4 separate regions of the Mus musculus genome follow, and all the other regions are linked to region 1. A link is a contact called in public Hi-C, HiChIP or PLAC-seq and Micro-C data. All regions are on one chromosome and are shown on one strand. The core of a region is the stretch at or near the end of the contact, and the rest is flanking DNA. Distances in the headings are between cores, read along the strand shown.

Evidence for each region. HiChIP or PLAC-seq counts read pairs in DNA pulled down with a chosen protein or histone mark. A called contact is a pair of places that touch in the nucleus more often than the background predicts.
Region 2: a contact with region 1 is called in a CTCF HiChIP or PLAC-seq map of the NIH/3T3 cell line, with 5 read pairs. The contact joins the enhancer-like site here to the promoter of Htr2a in region 1. A contact is called at or near these places in 8 of 39 promoter capture datasets (the 3T3-L1 cell line, embryonic stem cells, hippocampal neurons and 3 more), 1 of 15 datasets of contacts at CTCF or cohesin (the NIH/3T3 cell line), 1 of 484 Hi-C or Micro-C datasets (cerebral cortex), 3 of 115 datasets of contacts at active chromatin or transcription factors (SST interneurons, astrocytes and bone marrow-derived macrophages) and 1 of 9 other capture datasets (adipose tissue).
Region 3: a contact with region 1 is called in a Hi-C map of nephron progenitors, with 2.5 times the contacts expected there. The contact joins the promoter of Rubcnl here to the promoter of Htr2a in region 1. A contact is called at or near these places in 8 of 39 promoter capture datasets (the 3T3-L1 cell line, the C10 cell line, the SN4741 cell line and 3 more), 1 of 15 datasets of contacts at CTCF or cohesin (embryonic stem cells), 3 of 484 Hi-C or Micro-C datasets (embryonic stem cells, extraembryonic endoderm stem cells and nephron progenitors), 1 of 115 datasets of contacts at active chromatin or transcription factors (large pre-B cells) and 2 of 9 other capture datasets (adipose tissue and liver).
Region 4: a contact with region 1 is called in a Micro-C map of embryonic fibroblasts, with 13 times the contacts expected there. The contact joins the enhancer-like site here to the promoter of Htr2a in region 1. A contact is called at or near these places in 7 of 39 promoter capture datasets (the 3T3-L1 cell line, 3T3-L1-derived adipocytes, the C10 cell line and 4 more), 1 of 15 datasets of contacts at CTCF or cohesin (the NIH/3T3 cell line), 3 of 484 Hi-C or Micro-C datasets (adipose-derived mesenchymal stem cells and embryonic fibroblasts), 4 of 115 datasets of contacts at active chromatin or transcription factors (the NIH/3T3 cell line, acute myeloid leukemia, embryonic fibroblasts and 1 more) and 2 of 9 other capture datasets (adipose tissue and macrophages).

Annotation. Positions count from the first base shown.
Region 1 is chr14:74,639,052-74,643,245 of GRCm38.p6, reverse strand. Htr2a (5-hydroxytryptamine (serotonin) receptor 2A) reads right to left here and starts at 2,372. Exons shown (of 3, transcript NM_172812.3): 1 at 902-2,372. The coding sequence starts at 1,313. Gm41210 (a long non-coding RNA gene) reads left to right here and starts at 2,400. Exons shown (of 3, transcript XR_874820.3): 1 at 2,400-4,194.
Region 2 is chr14:74,166,814-74,171,007 of GRCm38.p6, reverse strand. No RefSeq gene overlaps it. Among named protein-coding and RNA genes, the nearest start is that of Gm35517, 150 kb to the right of the region's middle. Within about 2 kb of position 1,752, at least 18 of the 459 cell types and tissues checked have an H3K27ac peak or open chromatin away from gene starts, as enhancers often do. A contact at or near this core is called in the NIH/3T3 cell line, where this site is marked.
Region 3 is chr14:75,014,084-75,018,277 of GRCm38.p6, reverse strand. It overlaps Rubcnl (RUN and cysteine rich domain containing beclin 1 interacting protein like), which reads right to left and starts at 2,251. Exons shown (of 14, transcript NM_198642.2): 1 at 2,112-2,251.
Region 4 is chr14:74,325,185-74,329,378 of GRCm38.p6, reverse strand. No RefSeq gene overlaps it. Among named protein-coding and RNA genes, the nearest start is that of 4933402J15Rik, 28 kb to the left of the region's middle. Within about 2 kb of position 1,923, at least 20 of the 459 cell types and tissues checked have an H3K27ac peak or open chromatin away from gene starts, as enhancers often do. A contact at or near this core is called in the NIH/3T3 cell line, adipose-derived mesenchymal stem cells and embryonic fibroblasts, where this site is marked.

The DNA.
Region 1 (4,194 bases), core at 1,123-3,622:
CTTTTCGGGGCTGGATGGACATGTTCATATTGTAGCCTCTAGGACTTGGCCAGAAAATTCCCCTGTAAAGGTGAATTTTAGGGAAAACTGCCTGTAGTTCGGGTGACTGCCAAGGGCATGTGCCAGTAGTGCGAATATTCTTTCATTTGCTCATTGTTAGGAGGGATCCGGCTGTATTAGTCACACTTTGAAAGAGTCTCACATTCTGCCCCTCCATGAAAGCCATCCCAGTGTTTGCTGACTTCCTGGGAAGTTTGACACTGTCAAACCGTAGCAAGGAAAGCAAGACTGAGAGCTTTCAGTTTGTTTTCCACCCTCCAAAACCAGACAGGAGTTTATGTGTGTGCATTTTTTAAAGAATAACTCAAAGGTTTTCTTAGATATTGTCTTCTCTGGGCTTGGGGGGGGGGAGGGGGCAATTAAAACCAGAGTAATTCATTTATTCTAATGGAGACTCTGAATATTTTAACATTAAACCCACTCCTCCAGCACTAATGCTCTCTCTGCAAATGTTCCAAGGTAATTGGGAAGGTTTTACCACTCCATTAGAAGTGCTGAGAACCCGGTGAGAAACAGAAAACTGTTCTGTCCCGAGGCTGGCAAATAAAAGCAGGAAAAAAATCGCATGGGCACAGAATGACAGCTAAATTATGCTCACAGAGTATTGGAATACAGGTAATAATTTCTCTACAAAGATGTATCCATTCTAAGACACACAACTCACCAATGACCAGGTACTAGGCTGTCTGACTTTTTTTTTTCTCTCAAGAAAAATAAAATTTTAAGACTAAAACAAAGTTTCCTGTCTATTTCTCTCCTGGAGCCCCAGTCCCTCCACTAACAGCATGCACAAGCTCTTTGGGACTATGGTGAGGACAGCTGACATGCTAACACCACTCACCATACAGGATGGTTAACATGGACACGGGCATGACAAGGAAACCCAGCAGCATATCAGCTATGGCAAGTGACATCAGGAAATAGTTGGTGGCATTCTGCAGCTTTTTCTCTAGGGACACTGCCATGATGACCAGTATGTTTCCCGCAATGGTGAGAATAATCACGACAGTTGTCAATAAAGCAGACCAGTTTTTTTCCTGGAGATGAAGAATGGAGAGGCATGTCGGTGGGAGGTACCCTTCGCAGGAGAGGTTGGTTCTGTTTTCAGCATCAATTGTCCAGTTCGAGGCTTCGGAAGTGTTAGCATCCCTGGAGTTGAAGTCATTAGGGTAGAGCCTCGAGTCGTCACCTAATTGCATTAAGGAGTTTGGAATTGAGCTCAGGGAGATATTGTCTTCACAGAGAATTTCCATGTCTAAGCCGGAAGTTGTAGCAGATGAAGTGTGGAGAGACTAGCGAGTCATAGCCGGGGCTCACCATTCATCTTTACGTCCTGGAGCTAGGGCATGCTGAAGCGGAGACCTGTGTGGCTCCTCTGGCTGCTTTCTCCTCTTCCATAGTAAGAGTTACAGAAGTGTGATGGCTCTTGATTATGCCTCGCTTCACAGTGCTAGGGAGAGTCCACGGCGGAGCTGTAAGTTCTCACGGAAGCAAAGGCAAAAAAAGCAGTGTGGAGCATTTGGAGACACAAACGTGTTCCTGGTTAAGGAAGAAAAGTTTTGTATCCGGTGAGAATCTTTCAGCCAATTCTCGGGTTGGATATGCTGCTTTCAAGAGTTCAGCCATCACAAAGTTAAAACAGCATGAGATCCAAAACGAGGAGGGAGGGCTGTGTGCCCTCTATATTAATTAAGGAAGTCAATTAAAAATCCACGCAATGTTAATGCCATCATAAGGGTTAACCCTTTTTAGTCTCAGGCAGAATCGCCGCAGCGATGGTCAGGAATTTCAGCTTGTATCTCTGGCTCAGTTAACGAAAGGAAAACGCATCCCGAAGCGCAGCAGAGAACTTTCCACATCAGAAATTCTCGCGGCAATGACGGCATTCTAGCCAAGCGTGACTTTAAGCAGAAAGAAAATCCCACAGCAGTAAAGGACAGCAGCCGAGGAACTTACATTCATTGTCGCCAGGGTCCGCTATCCTGTGACTTGCCTGTCGCATGGTGACTAGGCCAGTGTGGAATCCCCTCTCTTTGAGCTTCTAGCAGCATAAGATGATAGTAATTTGATTTCTGTTTCTGCTGACTTCAAAAACCGCATGCCGGTTCCAGCACGGTTGAAGTCTGTGCTGGCTGCTTCTGCTACTGCTGAGCTTGGTTGGGTCTTCCCTCCCAGAGCCTGGCTGCTTGCTGAGGCGAGCGCACAGAGAGGAATCAGTCACTAGGGAGCCCCTCTCAAAGTCACACAAAAGAGCCGCAGGGAAAGTAGGAAACGCTGTCTGTATCAAGAGGCTCCCGGAGCTCCAAAAGAATAAGCCCCTCCTGGTTGCCTCCTTCCTCAGACCTCCCTCTGTCACTGTGTCATAACCTGCAAGGTGGCAACAGCCAGGAAGGGCGGACCAAACAACCCCCTCCCCCGCGCGCCCCCATTCTTTCTGCTACAGGTTAATTAGGAACCTTTCCTTAAAAAAAGAGAGAACAAGGAGACAGCTTAGGGGACAGCAGGCAGGAGGGGTACATGGCAGTCATATTTTTAGGCTGAGGGGTGAAGAATGAGAAGATAAATAAGGCTAGAAAACGGCATGTCCTGGGATCTGGGAGCATCCAGCACTTCTATCCAAGCCAGTGATGATGTGTCCAGGAGGGATGGCTGACCGTGGCGACATGAGTTCAGAGGAATCAGGAAGTCTGTGGCAATAACTGATAAACTATCAGAACAATTTTTAGTTACTTAAATGCATTTAAGCACACACACTATTGCTATGTGTATGCATCCTGTAACTAGCTTACTTTTCTTCATCTCAAACCTGTCGCCAAGAAATAATGAAAAACTTCATGTTAGAAAATGAAGGGTTTTGTTCTATTTTGTTCTATGTTTTTTTCCCCCAGAAGTGACCCTAATGATAAAGCGACTCACATGCAAAAGAAGCTCTCTCCCAAGTGGTCCTTAAAGGAAGATAGATGCACTCATGACAGATAAGAAAATGGATTACTTTCTTATAATAATCCTGGACACCAGGGGCTTTTGGGGGGTTCTGTCCATCTCATTCTTCTCTCTGTCTTTTACATTCTCAGTTCAGCCACTCCTGTGCCTTCGATGTGTTGTCAATTCTCCTCATGGCAGTGAGCTAAATGTCCAGTTGCCTTCTAGATCCGTTTGTCTATGACCCAGGAGACCTTCCATCCTGACCCTCTCTTTGAGGTTTATTGCCACATGTCCTCCTGGCTCATGAAATCATCATACGGTCCACCCAGCCCTTCATCCCTTCTTCCTGCCTATGCCCAGAGGTTCCCAGCATTCCCTGCCCCGCACGCAAAGTTCTCAGCTCTCCTCTGCTCAGCCCACAGTGGGGAGCCCTTCTGCTCTTCCTGGGCAGGCACATAATTTCCCAGATTGCCTACCTGGGACTGGGCTGCTGGTCTTGTGAGTGCAGTGCATGCCGTGTGTGTGTGTGTGTGTGTGTGTGTGTGTGTGTGTGTGTGTGTGTGTGTGTGTGTGTGCGCGCGTGCGTGTGCGTGCGCGTGTGCGAGTGCGTGTGCGCGCGCGCTAGTGCGCACGTGTATACAGAGTAGGTGTGGGAGTCATAGTCCTTTGGTTCAGAATCCAGCTTTTTAACTCATACAACCTAACTCAGTTGCCTTTAGAGCCCAGTGCTCTCTCCTCCCAGGGTGGTATTTAGCTCCATCCCTGGGTTACAGTGAGGTATCAGACAACATGCACAAATGTTTAGCCTATGCCTGGCTTATAGGATGCTCTACATTTTACACTAGCCATTTTATTCCTATTAAAATTATTACTGATTGAAGGAAAAACACATCACTACCCTCTTGCCTATATTCCTTATCTCTTCTTTGAGGGATACACAACCCTTTTCTCAGTCTGCTCATTCTCTGGGGCCCCCATTTTTCAGGCCTATACTCTCACAGCTTTTTCAGGGGCAGCCTGGCAACAGCCTGAATCTTCATAATTCTGACATTTCTCATATTTTGCGTGCTTGAAGTTCCTCGAGACTGGAGTGTGGACTGCTCTCACTGCCTGTCTTTCTGTATCCTCCTTGTGAATTTCCAGGGTGCAGCTCCCAAGTTGAGAATCCCAGGTTGGGCACCTGTTAGTTACCTCTGTGACTTTGATTAA
Region 2 (4,194 bases), core at 503-3,002, 470 kb after region 1:
TCAGAGGAAATAATAAGAAATAAAGAAAATGGGGGTGGAGGCAGCCAAAAGCTATCTGATCCCTGATGTTGCCAGCATACTTCCTATATAGAAACTATTCTCTGACAGCTCCCATGTCCTGCCTGCCCTAGAGAGGTCTCTCAGGATACTTGAATGATCCAGCTTACTTTCTTATCCCTCCCCCCATCCAAGTTTCTAAACAAAACAAAACAAAACAAAAAAAACAAAACAAAAAACAACAACAACAAAAAAAACCAGCTATTTGCTTCACCTCTTGTAAGAGACAGTTCTCTGTTTTGCTAAAACATCCCATTAGTGTTTAAATAAAGCAATTAAGCAATTCTTATTTTTAAAAGTTTATGAAGATAGATGGATAAAAAGCTATAAATATTTAGACTGTATAACTTGATAAGTTTGGACATACATACCTATGAAAGCATTTTAACATGCCATAATTATATACATTCCATTCTAGTATTTTTCTTACCATCTTCACTCATTGCTCTTTTAAAGTATAAAGAACATAACAAAAGTCTGTCTCTATAGCAACATTGTAACTCTGTAGGCCTCTAAAGTCAATCCTCTTATATAGTTGAAACTGCACCCAGGACTTCTGGACTGCTTCCATTTCCTTCTGCCCTGTAGTCCTTGGCAACCAGCTCCTTCTCTCTGCTTCTACAAGTCTGATGTTATATTTTTCCTGTAAGTGGCACCAAAGGTAAATCTAGCCTTTTGTGAAATGGTATTTGAAAAAAAAAATAGTTTGTGCATTATTGTTTGTTTTACAGAAGCTAGGAAGCAAGAGGTTAAAACAGGTTTATGGAATTTTTGGTTTTGGTTGTGGTTGATCAACTCCTTGATGCTAAATGTGCTCTACCTGCTGTTCTGAGTGTACACAAGTTCAATAAGAGCATCGCTGGGTGTTAAGATGCCTTCCTAGTCTGCCTCTACCCCTGCCTCTTCTTTTCCCTTTCTTATTTCCTTTCCTCCCTCTCTGCTTGCAAAGTAAACTGGGGTCTAATTCAGATGCTCATATATCTCTGAGTAAATCAAAGAATTGAATGGTCAAAAAAATAAATAAATTTGAGCAAAAGTCATGTTTGCAGGTTGTTTATTTGATTTTGAGGTGAGCCCTGGGGTCCTGTAATAAAAATGTGAAGCATCTGCTTTTTTCATAACTGAATTGGAGAAGCGGAAATTCAATTCAATTATCTGAAAAATCCATTAGCTGATTAATGGTTTCATCAGGGTTCCCAGAAAAGTTTGGCTTGAATGTTTTTGTAGGCTGTGGTTCAGTTTGGAAGAGACCATAGGAGAGATGTGACCTGTAAGAATGTATGTTGTAATCAGAATGTGTCATCTGTCATGAGTCAACATTCCCAGAGTCAGGCCAGGGAACTGTAGCCATAAAGTATATTACTTGAACAACAAGATATCTCAACATTTTAAGTCTGCTTCAAAAGGTGAATGACTGAATTCCTGAGGAACTTCTGTGAGTTATATGCATTGGGGATTTTAAGGAAGTGATTGGTGAATGAAGGTCCATCCCTCCCTCCCTCCCTCTCTCCCTCCCTCCTTCAGTCCCTCCCTTCTTCCCTTCCTTCCTTCCTATATTTTTTTTTGTTATTTTATTTACATTTCAAATGTTGGCCCCCTTCCCAGTTTCTCCTCCACCACCCCTTATCCTATTCCCTCTCCCTGCTGCCTCTATGAGGGTTTTTCCCCACTCATTCTCCCACTCCTGCCTCACCACCCTAGCATTCCGCTATGCTGGGTCATTGAACCTCCACAAGACCACATAAGGCCATCCTCCTGCTACATATGCAGCTGGAGCTCTGAGATCTCTGGGGGGTCCAGATTAGTTGACACTGTTGTTCTTCCTATGGGGTTGCAATCTCCTTCAGCTCCTTTAGTCCTTCTTCTAACTCTTCCACATTGGTCCCCAATCTCAAGCCAGTGACTGCCTGTAAGTATCTGCATTTGGCTCAGTCAGTTGCAGGTAGAGCCTCTCAGAGGACAGCCATGCCAGGTTCCTTTCTGCTTGCACCATATGGCCTCAGAAATAGTTTTTGTTTTTGCTTTTTTCTACTTTGGCTGTAGGAACCCATCTTTCCTTGTATACCAGCAACTTCTAATAGGATCCAGAAGACACAGTTATTTAAAACTTATTTAGATGTCTAATGGGCCAACTGTGCTCATGGGTAATGCCCATAAGTAAAAGTACATTTTAAAGGCCAAAAGAGCTCTCATAGGGTAAAAGCGCTTGCTGTCATGCCTGAAAACCTGAGATAAATCCCTGTAATCCACAAAATTGTTCTCTGCCCTTCATACTGACTTCTGAGTTTCTCTGAAAAAAAAAACAAAAAACAAAAAACAAAAAACAAAACAAAACAAAAAAACAGTGACACTCTTCAGGAATGCTTAGCTTTGTGACATTTGAGATGTATACTTTGTATACCCAAAGTTCCAAGCCAAAGAATTAAAGTAAATCAAAATTCTTGGCCCCCATTTCTATCAACAACTCAGAGACTCCTCAGCTAACCTGTATACTTTGTACTTGGATATGCACCAAGTAAACTTTTTCTACATACCTGTTTCTACTATATATTGCTTTGCCATTCATCTTTTCTCAGATTATTGGAATATTTTATTAGTCACGCGTTTGTGTCATTATCATGTCAGGTATTACACAGACTATTCCCACCTCTTACTTTGTGACAGATATGGGCACTGTGACAGAAACTGGGGTGATCCACACTAGGGTAGCCAAAATAACAACCTTCTAAAAGAGTGGTTCTCAATCCGTGGGTCATGACCACTTTGGGGTCGAATGATCTTTTCACGGGGGTTGCCTAAGACTATCTACATATCAGATCTTTACATTATAATTGATTCATCATGGTAGCAAAATTACTGTTATGATATAGCAACAAAAATAATTTTATAACTGGGCGGTCACGACAAAAAGGGAAACTGTATTAAGAGATTGGGAAGCACAGTCTGAATTTCCACATCCCAGTCTTATATGGGAAAAGACTTTAAAGATGCTATCAAGGGAAATTTTGAGATACAGAAATTATCCACGTTGACTCAATGCCATTACCAGAGTTCTCACTTGCAAGAAGCAGGGGGCCAAAGTCAGATGACTTGACACAGCTGAAGCAAAGGATGAAGTGGTATGGGGCCATGAGCCAGGCTGGAATGGCAGGAGACCAGGTTCTGCTCTCAAACCTCCAGATGTCAGCTCAGTGATGTACGGAGATGTACAACTCACTTCAGACGTTTAACCTTCAGAACTATGAGATACTAAATTTCTGTGGCTGAACAAGTCACCACCATAGCAATAAGAAAATCACCCAGAAGATGATGTAAAGCCTCGTCTTAACATATACACATGATAATGGATCCTTGTTCCTTAAATATGGTCATTTCCATATAGTTATCTGTCTGGTCCCTTACGTGCTCCCTGTGCCGCCTTCTGTTGCTGTCATAAAATGACAAAAGATAATGTAGAGCATGAACAGTTTATTCATGCTTATGATTCCAGAGAGGTAGATCATGGTAAATCATGGCAAGAAATCACGGTAACAAGCAGAGTACATGCTGACAAGAGTAGGAAACTTAAGGTTCACGTCTCAGCCGTGAGCCATGAGATGTCAAACTAGAAGGAATATGAGTCGTTAAATCTCAAAGCTCATCCTCAATGTTGTACTTTCCCCAGCAAGGATCTACCATCTAAACCTCCCCAAAACAGCGCCATCAACTGAGGACCAAGTATTCCAATGCCCAAGAATAGGGGATAGTTCTCATTCAAACCTCCACTTCATTCTCAGCTAGTGAATTTTATTATTATTATTTCACAACTTAGCTGATGCAAACACCTCCTGATTCTCTATGTCTAATTTTATATCCTCCACAGACCTGTGAAATTAATTTCCTTATGAAGCTACTTGATCATAGAGTGAGAACCTCAGAGTATTATAGGCAAAGAGTCAATCTATCCTTACAACTATCAAATGAACCCACAGAATTTCAATTCTGTTTAGAAATGTTCAGCTTCTCCACATTCCTGCCATACCTAGCTGGCATGTTAGAGTTGCACAAACAAATACATAGATATTAAATGCCAAATGAATATGTATATATTCATATACTATATACTATCTTATATTAATGTATATCCCAAGTCTCCCA
Region 3 (4,194 bases), core at 1,002-3,501, 380 kb before region 1:
ACCCGGGCATGGGCCGGTAGGCTGCTGTCACTCTTTAACCTTTGACTTAGCTTCCTACCATCAAAAGAAGTTCTTTCTACTTGAATACTTGCCTATCACTCCTACAGACTCCTGCCTGTGTGAAAACAAACAAACAAGGGGGCTGGAGAAATGGTTCAGTAGTTAAGAGCATGTGTTGTTCTTGCAGAGGTCACAAGTTCAAGTCCTGGCACCCACCTGGTGGCGCACAGTCATCTATCGCTGGAGGATCTGAGGCCTTCTTGTGATCTCCTTAGGCACCAGACACACACATGGTACACAGACATACATGCAGACAAAACACGAATACATAAAATAAAATAAATCTAATTTTAAAATCATGCAAGATTACAGAACGAAACTCATCGTGTCTAAGCCTTCGTTCTGTAAAACTCAAATTCCATCAACGTTCCTCGTACCCCTTCCTCAACTCTATACAGATTCTGAAGAAATGAATGAGAAGACACAGTTCCTTTTTGTTGTTATTGTCGGTTTTTTTTTTTTTTTTTTTTTTTTTTTTTTTTTTTTTTTGATACAGGGTTTCTCTGCATAGCCCTGGCTGTCCTGGAACTCACGTTGTAGACCAGGCTGGCCTCGAACTCAGAAATCCGCCTGCCTCTGCCTCCCAAGTGCTGGGATTAAAGGTGTGCACCACCACTGCAGGCAACACAGTTCCTATTATCTAATAATAAAAGATTTTGAGGAGCAGGGTCAGGTGGCACGGCAAAGAGGAACTGAGAGCTGGGGGTGGGGGGAATGAAGAAACAGACGTGCTTTGACCCTTGCCACACGGAATTATGAAAAGACCAAGCTTGCATGGAGCATCTGCTGGCCACTGCAGACAGGAGCTGTGGCCACAGTGCTGGTCACTTTCTTGTAAAGGCCACACGTAAGGCTTTCCCAGGATACCTCTGTCCCTTCAGTTCATTAATCTTTCTAACTCTCAGGGGAACGGAACCTGTGTTCTCCCCTCTCACCAAGGGAACTGGGGTCATGGAGGTGCCTTGACGACTATTTGGACTTGGGACTTGTCTAAGAAATCCCAAGTTTACTAACTGGGCCCCAAACCTTTGCTCTCTCGAACCACAACTTCAACTGAAGATCTAGCACTTGGCAGTGTAACTTGCCATAGGGGCACCTCCAGAATACATGGGGAGGTATATTGTTTTGTTTGCTTGGTTTTGGTTTGTTTGATTTTGTTTTCTGAGCCTTCGTTCTCATTTAGAGTAATATCCCTTTTCAAGCATTCTCTCTTCCACGGGCAAATCCCTCACCGGGTCAGGGAATTGCTTCAATTCCAGGTCAGCAGGTAGACGGACTTCAGGTGGAGTGTGCTTGCTTACATTGGCGAAACGTTTTTCAGCTACCTTGACAAGTCCAGGGCAGTTGGATATGAGGATGGGGTTCTCAAGGTTCATGCCTTTGAGGAACTGAGAAGAGCCAGGGGACCGCCTGGGTTCGTCTCTGTCCTGCCGCAATGAGGATGCCTGGCTACCTCTCCTGGCCCTTGTTTTGTAAAGTCACACCGCAAAAGTCCTCTTCTCTCCAGAGACAACTTCCCACAGCTCCCAAGCAACCATGACACTGTCCTGAGCGCCTCCAGGAACATGGGTCACCCTAAGTCATCTCTCCCTAGCCCAGGGCTTCTCATCTGCACTGTGCCTTGCTTCCTGCAGGCAGGCCAGTAGGGCTCGCCAGCGCTGCTTCAGGACACCTTCAGGGGTCACTGCCTTGAGGACAGGCAGCTAGGACAGGGATGCAGCCAGGACGCTGCGGGGACGCCAGTTATCTTTGCTTCCCTCCGCCCGCGACACTCGTGATCTGAAAAGCTCGGGGAAAGCGAAGCCTGAGACTGCGAGAACGCGGAGACACGGGGACGCGCTCCCGAGTGGGCGCCTTTAGACCCACGCCTCACGGACACACTCTGCCCTCGGACGCCACCGACCCGCCAACCCTGGGTGTAATAAACACGAAAAACAAACTTGGCACAAATGAGCTCCCCGCCCCCAACTCCCAAGCTGCGGCTCCCCCCACCTCCCAACTCGGATGTGTAGGAGCTCAAGTCAGAGAACCTCGCGGGGACCGCGACTTACCTACGCCTCCTGGCCGTTTTATCCACCAAATAGCCACCTTGCCCCGTGGCAGCGACAGGTTCGGATCACCTCCTCCGTGTGCCAACAGCTCCGAGGTTCTGATGGTGCAGAGAGAAGCTGCCAACGAATACAGAAAGTTTTCACCAATAGAAACCGAAGTTCTCTCGACTTCGAACGTGCAACTGCCCTCAGCTCCTCTAGGTGGCGCACGGTGCTCTTTGGGGAAAGAACTGGGACTCTTAATCCTGCACACAGCTCCAGCATCCCAAGTCATCTCTGCTAAAATTGGGAAATGGATCCCTGCTTCGCCTACAGGGCTCCGTTCTCAAAACCTACTTCCATCGCTTTTGACGGTCCCTTGGTTTTGTTCATTGACTTGTCCAGGTCGTGGAGCAAATACAATGATATTTTGGATTATTTGTTTAACATCTCTGAAACACCTTCAGTCCCTGGGGCATCCTAGTTTGGATGGTTTAAACTTAACTAGTTGTTGCCTCTTCGGAGTAAGTTAGAAAACAATAAGACAAAGTCAGCTGAATACTAGCTGTCCATCATTGTCTTCCCCTTCCCGTGTGGCCGGTTTACTTGGGGGTTACACTGGGTTAGACCTGGAAAGATCCTGAGTTATCTGACCACCCTCTGGGAAAACCTGACATTAAAAGGTCAGAAAGAGGAGCTGGTGTGGAAGCAGAAGGATTGAAACTTTGATGCCAACAAAAGCTACATGGCAAGACTATTTCAAGACAAGTTAATAGACAAACAGTGCAAGTTAGTGCTAATGCTGTTGCTCGGCTGCTGAGCTTGCTTCCTTTTCTGTTTAAGTATCCTTGAAGCCACCCCTGATGGAAACAAATCATCTGTTTCAAAGCTAAGGGATATGTGGCTTACAGTGTTGTATAACTCATCTGAGGTCCCATAGCTAGATAGCACAGTCAGACTTGTTAAGGTAGGTGTATCTGGCAGGAGATCTTATATCCAATTTCTTTCTTTTTTTTTAAGATTTATTTATTTATTATATATAAGTACACTGTAGCTATCCTCAGATACTCCATAAGAGGGTGTCAGATCTCATTACGGATGGTTGTGAGCCACCATGTGGTTGTTGGGATTTGAACTCAGGACCTTCTCGACAGCCCTTATATCCAATTTCTATGAAGCATCAAATAAGCCGACAAATTATGAAAAGGGGACTATGTGAGAAACTTGATTCAGGAATATCTAAAAGGAGAGAAATCAGAGCACAGGACATGGAGAAAGAATCTTACAGTGAATGTCATGCTGAGCACATTAAAGTTTGAATCTGGGGCCTGGAGAGATGGCTCATCAGTTAAAAGCACTGACTGCTCTTTCAGAGGTCCTGAGTTCGAATCCCACAACCACATGGTGGCTCACAGCCATCTGTAATGAGATCTGATGTCCTCTTCTGGTGTGTCTGAAGACAGCTACAGTATATGAACTGGGCTTCCTTATATATAGTAAATAATAAAGAAATCTGAAAGTTTGAATCTGAGATGTCCCCTACAGGTTTTGTTTGTTTGTTTTTAAGATTGTTCCCCAATAGCTGGTGATATTTTGGGAGACCCTGGAACCTTTAGGAGTAGAGCTGAGCTGGTGGAAGTAGGTCACTAAAAGTGGGACTTTCATGTTTATAGCCCAGCCCCAATCCCACAACTTTCTGCTTCCTGCTCTGCTCCTATGTGAACAAGACTTTGCCTCCACCACCCACTCCAACAGATGGATGGAACCTGCCATTCTGACCTCCCACGATTGAAATCCATCTGTACTGGCTAGTTTTGTGTCAACTTGACACAGCTGGAGTTATCACAGAAAAAGGAGCTTCAGTTGAGGAAATGCCTCCACGAGATCCAACTGTAAGGCATTTTCTCAATTAGTGATCAAGGGGGAAAGGCCCCTTGTGGGTGGGACCATCTCTGGGCTGGTAATCTTGGTTCTATAAGAGAGCAGGCTGAGCAAGCCAGTAAAAAACATCCCTCCATGGCCTCTGCATCAGCTCCTGCTTTCTGACCTGCTTGAGTTCCAGTCCTGCATCCTTTGGTGATCAACAGCAGTATGGAAATGTAAG
Region 4 (4,194 bases), core at 674-3,173, 310 kb after region 1:
ATGATCAACATTCTAATGTGCCACAGGTTTTTACCACTCCCAAATCCTATGTTGTCCATAAGGTAAAGACAGAATTCGATTTCAAATTCGAGGTCTTCTGGAGGGAAACATTTCCCTGGTCTTTCCCTTATGTAGCTTCTATCAAGAGGAGGAAATGGCCTTCCATTCCTGTTGCCAAGAATTTATCCTCTAGCTGTGGGCTGTCCTGTGGCCATCCTTTAAGAAATGGGAAAGGCGGCCTTCCAGCTTCATTGAGGATGGGTCCTATATTATTTATGTTGTGTTTTTAGTGCTGGCAAAGAAGACACCTTTAATAAATATGGATTGAACAAGTGCCAGAATTCCACTTTTGTAAATGTATTCATTGGTACCCTGAAGTTTTGTAAATCTGCAGAGGCTTATGCCAGGCTGCAAGCATTCATCAGGACGATGAGCCTGTAACTCTTGAAGGAGGCCCTCGCCCTTGAAGGGATTTTCTTACTAATCTCAGTAGCATTTCATAAGACTCTCTCACATCTGATGTATATAATTCAAACCTCACCACATCCCTTCGGGTAATGATTCTCTCCATTTTACAGATAAAGAAGAGCAGCTGACCCTCTGCTATGGCTTGCCTGTGAAATGCCTCTATACTCATCTATACACAAGGGAGCTAGCTAGCTTGGTTGCCAGCCAGTAGGCTTTGGGAGAGTGATTGGATCCTGGTGACTCTGATTTATGTGTGGGTTAATCCAGTAATAGATTTATAATTTTATGATGTTACTGGGAGGTAATGGGAGGCTAGGAGGAGGTGGACCTGCTTGGAGGGAGTTTGTCACCAGAGGGATGCCTTTGAGAGATGTGTCTTGCCTTCTGTTCATTCCTCTCTGCCTCTCTCCTCTGCTTCTCAGCTACTTTGATGTGAATAATTTTGCTCTACTCTCACCATTGTGATGTTCTGCCTCACCACAGGCTCATGACAATGGAGCAAGCTGACCATGAACTGAAACCATGGACCAGAATCTTCCTTCTCTTTATTTTGATTGTTTCATAGCAGCACAAATGCCTGACTCCCACATATTGCTAACAGAGAAGGCAGCTGTGTTCTGCTCTGCTACAACTGAAGATGAGGAGTCAGGAGTAAGGAAGAAAGGGGTATGGCTTACATTTCTCTTGTTGGCAGTTAAAAGTGGGTCAACTAAGAAAAACCCAGGCAGAAAGTGTCCTAGGAACTTAGTGTCATCAGCCGGCAGACATTTCACCAGGATTGTGAGTAAACTGGGTGTAAAGAGAATGCTACTTTTAGGTCACAGATTCAGCTGTGAGCTTTTCACTCCAGCTACTTCTTGGTCAATGCTTTGCTCATAGCCATTTCAAGTGTTCTGACTGGCTATCTCAGAGAAGAAAAGTTCAATGCATTTTTATTCCATAGTATTTTTCTTAACAGAATCACATAGTCTTTGTGACCAAGGGGACGTTTTAGTATAGTTAGTACAATGTGATCTCTGTTTTTCCTCTTCATTTCTTAGTAATCTTAGTGTTTAGAAACTCCAATCTCCTTTATGTTAAGATCACAAAAGGCAGTTTCATTTCATAGTTCTACTATTCACCTTTAGACTGTGGTAGTTTTATATTTTATGAGGCCCATGATTTTGAACCTACAAGTTTTTAAGCCAGCCCTGTTTGATTTAGGGCAAGGATGTGATTCAGTCTTGACAAGTTATTGGAATTCAGAGACAATGACTTAGTGTTAAACTTGCCTCTTATCAAAAGTACAGAGCTGGTTTCTGACTTTTAGTAGCTGTTAGCTGATGATTTCAGCACTCTGATGTAAGGTGATGCATATGCAGAAAAAGCTGGGCTTTGAGATTGGATCTCTCCTGGGCTTTCGTGGCACATGCTTTGGTGGTGTTTCATGATCCTGGGCAGCCATAGTGAGCTACAGCATTTGCTCAGCCATGATCAGAGGTGTAACAGCACAGTCTCCACAGGAAGCTGAGTTGCTATGCTCAGATATTTAGTTGATTAGTCAGATTATGCACATTGTTGTCTCCAGATGTTTTAGACTTTCAATGGATTTGTCAAGATACAACTTCAGTGTATGTGGAGAGGTATTTGTATTAGCAAAACATGTTGTAAATCACTAAAGTTTTATGAAAACATGACGATATAGAAATTTTCTCTTTAAAAGAAAGGGTTCAAAGTAACCAACACCAAGCAATAGAGACCAGTGGTCTGCCTGAATAAAAGCATGAGATTTACATAATATCACAGTTTCCATTTAAAAATATCTTTTCTCTAAATGTTTTAATTTTTAAAAAAAAAGAATTTTAGATCAGTACTTGTAACAGAGTATTACAAGTATTCTGAGATATGTTTTAACCTATTCTCTAGGACTATATTTGGATAGTAAAAGAATCAGTTGAGAATCAACATTTGAGTTATTCAACATTTTTAATCAACTAGTTCTCTCTTTTGGATGACAAAGTAGATATGCTCATTCTAAATGCTAGTAAATATTTAAACTCAGTGCTGAAGAGCATCAAAGCATTTACAGTATGTGTTCACCACTTTGCAAGGTGGGCAGTGATCACTGTGTTCTTCCCATTGGTTAGCAGGGACCATTAGGGGCCAATAATGGACATTTACTGTCACAGCTAGTTTGAAAAGAAAAAAAAAAAGGACAAGAAAGAAAAAGAAAGGTTTCACTAACAATCATGAAAAACAGATTGCTTGTTTGTAAATGGTATAATGCTTCTAGCCTTAGGTTTTCAGTGTTGAAATTCTGTGGTTTTCAAATGAGAGTTTTGAACAGAGTGGTGCTATTTTAGGGACTGTAGGAGAATGAGTCTGTAGGGTGTGCTTACAACGTGTTGTAGGCAAGGGGATGATCATTTAGGAAGTTTGTAAGTTTTTCGAAGCAGCAATAGTGAGACTGTGCTTGGCGCCGACAGTGGAGCATATGGAAGATGGACAAGAGCAGTGATGTTGACTTAGGACCCAGGACTGATGATTAGGTTGTCAGTGACTAAGCAGAAAGTGATCCAGAGAAAAATCTAGTCTTCTTGGGGAATCCAGAACAATACATGTCTAGGAACTGGGGCTCTGGAACTAACCTAGTGTACGCCAGTTAACCAATTGTAGTTTCAGCTTAGCTAGAAAGTGGCGGCAGTAATATTTCTTCAGGAATTAAAGAGAATTATGGCCATAAAATATTCATTGCAGCGTGTGGTAACTTCTCACTGCTTGCTTTCTGAGGAGATCATCAGCGTTAGTCACCACAGGGTGAAAGATATACAATGCTTATTTATCAACTTTATTTTCTAAGCTCACTGGTTTGTAATAAAGTTAGATGTAGTGAGCCTTCTGCCTTCTAATTTAAAGCTACAGAATATGGCATTTCATTTGTGACATGTAGTACTATGCAGTCTGAGCTGGCTTGGAATGAATATTCTTCTACTTCTTTCTCCCAAGCACCAATATAAAACATCCTTAATGCTGTTGATGTTCTAGTACTGGTCTAATGGAAATCTTTCTGATGTTCTTTAACATGAAGCCAAATAATGGGCGAAGGCAGTATGTATAGAATCTTAAAGGCTATAGACTCTGAGGGAGCAGAGAGAGTTCCCTTTTAGACCATTGGGCCTAGTAAGGAGACCACAGCAAATGTAATGAAGGCACAGCTTACAGAAGCTTTGATTGCCTTTCCCATCAGGGCTCTCACTGTCCACAGGAGTCAGCAGGGATTTAAGGGGCACCATTCTAAGAGTAAACCCATAATCTGGTTTCAGGGCCACACTAACGTCACTAGTGGAACTGTTTTAGACACAGTGCTCTGTGGAAGTAAAAAAAAAAATTCATTTAAAATAATGCTTTTTGGTTCATCTGTGGTAAAGGAGCAATGTTATTATGTTATCGGTAATAAACCTTTGTTTGCTAAATTGAGTCAGTAATTCACAGGAGCAGGCAAGCCAAATGCTTCCATGAGTTCAGGGGCAACAGAGGTAAATAATACATGTTGAAGTCAAAAAGGAATTTTGGGGTTCAGTGGAGCCTATTGCAGTACAAGAAAGTGGAGCTCAGTTTCCACAGTTTGTAGCAAGGTCCTTGGTCTCTGCGGTCCTAGAACGTGAAGACCACAGGCAAGACTTGCGAAAATGTAAAGGAGGAATCAACCCACAGATGAGGTCATTAAAGGACATTCTAAGAGAGCAT